2 separate regions of the Hordeum vulgare genome follow, and region 1 is linked to region 2. A link is a contact called in public Hi-C data. All regions are on one chromosome and are shown on one strand. Each heading gives the region's core, a stretch centred on a gene start, on an enhancer-like site or on the middle of the called end of the contact. The rest is flanking DNA. Distances are from core to core; before and after follow the strand shown.

What was found. Hi-C and Micro-C count contacts between places; a contact is called where the count stands out from the background.
Region 1: a Hi-C map of seedling shows a contact between it and region 2, with 5 times the contacts expected there. The contact joins the promoter of LOC123444243 here to the promoter of LOC123444241 in region 2. A contact is called at or near these places in 4 of 6 Hi-C or Micro-C datasets (leaf and seedling) and 1 of 1 datasets of contacts at active chromatin or transcription factors (embryo).

What each region holds. Positions count from the first base shown.
Region 1 is chr3H:457,870,114-457,873,147 of MorexV3_pseudomolecules_assembly, reverse strand. It overlaps LOC123444243 (mitochondrial carrier protein CoAc1-like), which reads right to left and starts at 1,708. Exons shown (of 7, transcript XM_045120907.1): 1 at 1,230-1,708; 2 at 412-497; 3 at 110-317. The coding sequence starts at 1,397.
Region 2 is chr3H:457,478,538-457,481,623 of MorexV3_pseudomolecules_assembly, reverse strand. LOC123444241 (probable cytokinin riboside 5'-monophosphate phosphoribohydrolase LOGL1) reads left to right here and starts at 1,498. Exons shown (of 7, transcript XM_045120904.1): 1 at 1,498-1,801; 2 at 1,892-1,989; 3 at 2,098-2,128. The coding sequence starts at 1,679.

The sequences.
Region 1 (3,034 bases), core at 459-2,958, 390 kb before region 2:
TTGAGTATGAATATGCAAGCACAGGAATACACAGTAATGAGAATGCCAAAATGTAAGCAAGGTAAGGAGAGGAGCAAAGAAGACAGCCAACAGATGCACAGTACAATACCTGGAATGCAAGCTTGGTCCTTGCCAAGTCCAAGGGATAAGTGCACAAGACTGCAGTCCCTCCTGATGCTGAGCCTGCTAAAAGATCTACCACTGGTCCTGTGCCAAGTGCAGGGCAGTTACCCAAGATCCAACACCTGTATCGCTCATACGCCATATAATGTAATGCAGCATAAGGAACAATTCTTAACACACTGGCACCATTTCCCCTGAAGTAGTACCAAAACATGGTTAGCAAAAGATATTATCTGCATCTTCTTCAATAATAATAGTGCAGAAGTAATGAGTTGAATTGCAACATACTTGTAAAATCCCAAGACACCGTCATGTTTTCTCAGTTTATTCAAGGATTTCAGAACTCCAAGAGACCTGAACTCATTTGTTCTAGTCTACAAGCAGAATCAGAAGGTAAGAATATGTTAGCAACCATAATGATTTAGAAACTTATAAGTTGAATGAGAACATCTAAACCTCCCAAAATAGTACCACGCGCAAATTAGGAAGGCAAAACTAATGAAGCAGCTGGTAGTTACTGCGGCATCTTGCATACACAAGACGAATGGAAGCAGACACTATCAATCCTATGGAAGTGGAACTTGCTACCTGTCACATCAACAATAGCCTTCTTATGGCACCACAAGTAGCATGGAGAAGATCTCGGAGTGCTGAGAAGATCTCTCATGCCCATATCTCATGTTTAATGGAACAGCGTTAATAGACCCAGGCATGCTTATGGTACAGAATGTAGAGGCTCCTCTAGCACAGCCACACACCAGCCAGTCTGCAACTGCCAGGTGTGCCTTGTACATCAGTTTCACTGACACGGAACAAACTCATGTTCTATGTCAACAGAAGTGATGCACAGAGCACACTTGCGCATCAGTTCCATCGACACAGAACTCGTTTTAAGGGACGCGCAATCACATTCACAGGCTTAGGAGAGGCGTGCCCTTCTCGATAAGTATTAAGTAGCGTATTATCACATTCACGGGCTTCAAGATCGCCTTTGGACCAACAATATCGACGTTGACGTATCATCATGCCTAAAGCCGCGTAATACACAGGAAAAGTCCATGAAGGAAATCTCTAGCAATCCATGTGGGCGGAGGCGCAGAACGAACCTGTAGCAATATCTTGAGGCGCTCGAGCGGCGCGATGGCGGTCTTGGAGAAGGCACCGGCGACTCCGCCGGCAATCATCTCCTTGGCGAAGACGGGCATGAGGTCGAGCGCGCAGAGGTCGACCCGGGCCGCCGCCACGGCAGCCGAGCCCTGCGAGGGGGTACCCATGCCGACGGCGCGCTCCTTTCATCCAAATCAAGCACCCCCCAGCGCGAAGAATATCCTCCTGGGGCGCCGGCCCGAAGGATCCCACTGGGCAGGTCAGGCGCGCCGCGGTCCGGTCCGGTCAGGTCAGGTCGGCCTTCCGGCCCACGACTCCGCCGCCGCCGCCGGATTTGACCGAGGCGACGACCTGCCACGGCCACGGGGGTCGATTGCGGTTTGGTCTTGCTCCTTTTTTCCGAGATGTACTGTATAGTACAAAAAATAAAATAAATATTGAGGTTGGAGGCCGAGGGGGAGAAGTGCAGGGCGTAGTGGCGGTGGCCGAATACACGAGACGATGAGTAATATGCGGGAGAATCTTGGCGACCAAACCTTAAATATCAACGCCGGTTGCCAGGAAAGCAGGAGTGCTGCTGCTTTGTTTCGCGGGTCGCACCCCCTACCCGTGCAGAAATCTCTGGTGAGCCTTGTTCCGAAACTACTTCAGAGTGCGGTCGAAGGAGTAGTTAGGCCCGTTTGTTTCAGAAGTTCAATGATCAGAGGGTGCTTGAATACGTTTTAATCCCATGATTAAAAGTAGAGGAAGTAAAACTTGCTAGGCTCATCCATGTTTGGATCCAAAATATTAAAAAGATTAAAATCAATTTAATGAGCATTTATTATGCTCCTTCTCCCCTAATCCTACCGCTATAACTGTCAACTCCTCCCCCACGTCAGTTGACCGAATCTTGCTCCCGCCACTAATGTTGCTCATACACAAGAAAATACAAATGCTTGGGCGCGCGTGTAGATGCCACTGAACTGACGAAAAAACTGAATGTGAGCAACAGTGGAGCAGGTAATCTGCTGGCCCTACTACAAACACGCTGTAAACCTGCAAGGACCCGCCGGGTATGCACTATGCAGAGGCGCCTGGTGTGGTGATTCGCAGTGCTCTTTTTCCATACAAGTAAAAATTTCCATACATAAGGAAATTACTATTGTCCATACACAAGAAAATAAGTAACATTCGCCGTCCGTGGCATCCGCCGCAGCACCAGATGATTCCGTTTGAGACAAGAAATCAAACGGGGCGCCGTCCATGGCGCATGGATCTGAGACAATACTCTCATCCGATTAATGGATATACAAGCAAAAAAATGGAAGAAATCGGGTGCGCGTTGTCGATGGCGGATGCATCTTGGACTCCTCTCTCACCTGAATCGTTCCTCGGCCACCAACAGAACAACGGAGGGGGAGGCGCGGCGGTGGGCCGAGCCGGCGGCTAACAACGGAGGTGAAGGCGGCCGCTGGAGGCCATGGACGGCTATTCAGCTGCTTCCTTCCTCAGCCACCAGGAGCAGGAATGGGAGAGGAGCGCTCCAGGTAAGGGAAAGAAAAAGACGCTGATGTAGCCGCACCGTTGGTTTGACCGCTCGAGAAGGCTATAGCCGCACCGCTGTTGTGTTAAATGAAAGAGTAAAACGAGGAGAGATTAAATGAGGAGAGAGAGGACTAAAAGATTTTAGTAGGGGTTGCTGTGACTAAAAGATTTTAGTCTCTAGACTAGTTTTAGTCTCTCTTTAGTCAGGGGTGCTTGAAACTTTAGCCTCTCAAAGAGACTAGTTTTAGTCAGACTAGTTTTAGTCCCTTTGATCCAA
Region 2 (3,086 bases), core at 249-2,748:
CTTTCCTTTCTCATGCCTTGCTACCCCACCAGAATTTTTGTATCAAAGAGGTAATATGCTGACATAATCCCCTAGGTAACTTAAAGAGAGCCATGGAGTATGTGGGTATAGCCTGCACCACTTACTTAATAAGCACCTCTTTGTCACTCCCAGCTAGGCACATTTCCATCCAACCCTGAATATTCTCCCATACTCTGTCCTTAAGATAAGAGAACACACCATTCTTCGCTCGTCCCACATTAGATGGCAGCCCCAAGTATCGCTCACATATGGTCTCTTTTTTGGACTTCAAGAATTCCTTTGATTATCTGCCTCTGCGCCATCAAACATCCCTTTCCAAAGTAAATGGACGATTTATCATGGTTCATACGCTCCCTAGAAGCTTGGCAGTACGAGCTTAGAATCTCTTTCAGTTTCAAAGCATTCTCTGTAGTATTTTTGCTAAAAAGCAAACAGTCATTCGCAAACAAAAGATGGTTGACCTTTTGGGCGGTAGGAGCGATTTGGATACCTTCAAACAGCCCCTCAGAACTTGCTTGCTTTAGCATGCATGAAAGACCCTCAACCGCCAGTAGGAAAAGATAGGGGGAGATGGGATCCCCTTGCCGAATACCTCTAGAGGGTTTGAATTCACTGCTTTGCATTCCATTGAATAGAAGGGAGAACGATACTGAAGTAACACCTCTCATCACCTGGCGCACAAACAGCTCGCAGAAGCCCAGCTTTTTCATGATGGCCTCCAAATATACCCATTCAACACGATCATATGCTTTCATCATATCAAGCTTGACATCACAATGCCCATTCTTCTTGCTCCTGTTACTTTTCACAAAATGTAGACACTCGTATGAAGTGATAACATTATCAGTGATTAGACGACCGGGCACAAAGGCCGATTGCTCCTCTGAGATAATATCCGGAAAAATCTGCTTCACGCGGTTAGCAAGTACTTTGGATGCGATTTTAAAAATCACATTGCACAAGCTAATAGGCCGAAACTGAGACAGTAAAGTGGGGTTTTGTATCTTAGGAATAATGACAATGAACATCCTATTGATCTCCTCACGGGAGTCTTCTCCCTTCAAAACTCGACTCACAACCTTGGTCACCTCTTCACCGCATAAATACTAGTACTTCTGGAAAAAAAATGGATCGGGAAACCATCCGGTCCCGGTGCCTTATTAGGGAACATTTGAAACAGAGCACTCTTCACATCCTCCCCTGTTATCTCCTTTGATAACATGTCATTCATTGAACTCGTAACCTTACAAGGTATATGAGATAACACCTCTTCCATCCCAATGACCCCTTCCGATTCATACAAATTTTCATAAAACTCCACCGCCATTTGTTACAAGGGCGCCATTGCTATACGACGCAAACTGTGAGGGCCAAACCGCGGAAAGAAAGCTGCCTGAGACTTGGGCTCTCCTGGTGCAATATGGGCCGCATGACCCACCAGATAAATCACGACATAATAAAAGGACAGCCGCGTCAGAACTCCTTAACGCCGCCTTCATTTGAAGCTTCTCCCCAAGATACGATCCGAGAGAGAGATAACACACGGCACGGGGGCTAGAAGAACGAACCGAACCCAAACACCTCCCACTCCTCCTCCACGACGACCCCTTAACCCCATCCTCCCGCGCCCGAGCCCGCGAGGAGACAAGCCAAAGCCATGGGCGACACCACCGCGCCCTCGCCGCCGAGGAGGTTCGGCAGGATCTGCGTCTTCTGCGGCAGCAACTCCGGCAACCGCGCCGTGTTCGGCGACGCCGCGCTCGAGCTCGGCCAGGGCCTGGTGAGTGTGTACCAATGCGTCCGAATGCCGAGGCCGCGCCCGCGCGCGCCGAAATTCGACGCTCACGGTGGCGATTTCGCGGCCTTGCAGGTGACGAGGGGGGTCGATCTGGTCTACGGCGGCGGCAGCATCGGGCTGATGGGCCTGATCGCGCAGACGGTTCTCGACGGCGGCTGCCGCGTCCTCGGGTACCTCGCCGCCCCTGCTTATTCCCAAATATAGTACAAAGCCGTGCTCCGCAGCCTTCCTAATGCGGCACCATCTCTCTCTCTCTCTCTGTTTGATTGTTTTTGCAGGGTGATTCCAAGAGCACTCATGCCCCTCGAGGTGCGCACCAAATCCCTCTCTTTCTTCCTCCTCGTGCGTAGAAACGCCGATTGCTAGCTACTCCTACGTCATTGCCGATTGCCTGATTGGTCCGTTCGTTATCGTTAGAGCGAAAGCAAGAAGTTTCTGCCACGCAGTGAAGTGGCAGCACGACTCAGCTCTCTGCCTAAAGCGAAACTTGCTACGGAATTCCGAAGCCGTTCCTGACGGACGGGCCATCTCAATCCTACCATATCCTTTCGCCTGGCCCCGCATGTCGGTGTCGCGGCTTTCCACGATCGCCTATACTAGTGCTATCTATCTCGACTGGTTACCCACTCACCATTTGATTCCCGTTTTCTGTTGGGTCCGGACCGATTCACCTTTGCTTGTGGGGTTACAAATGGGTGGGGTGATCATTGAGGAATTGGACTAGAATATGTAGCGCTGAAACTGCAGGCCGTCCGTTTCAGACCCGTTTCCATACACACAAAAATGGACCGTCAGCTCGGTGGACTTTTGGGCGGTACAACTTGGAGTTATAAAGTCGCCCGCTCGGTGGATGTAATAATAGTGTTCGATTTGCCTGTGCCATGAGGTCGGTCGTCACAAGTTGAGTGAGAAAAGTAAGCAAGCAGTAGGGTTTGAATTGCACCATTATACATATGTTATATTGAGGTGATGTGCAAGTGCTACTGTCCAAATATCTCTGAACTTTGTAGGATGGTGATAGCTAGGGGAAATCTGAAAATGATGTTCCTGCAACTATATACATACTCCCTCCGCTTCCTGAATACAAGTCTTTTTAGGGATTCCATAAAAGGACTATATATGGAGCAAAATGAATGAATCTACACTCAAAAATATGTATATATACATCTGTATGTATGTAATTCTTTGGTGGAACCTCTAAAAAGGCTTATATTAAGGAACGGAGGGAGTATATAGATAGCTTAGGTACTTGGTTGCCCTAACGAAA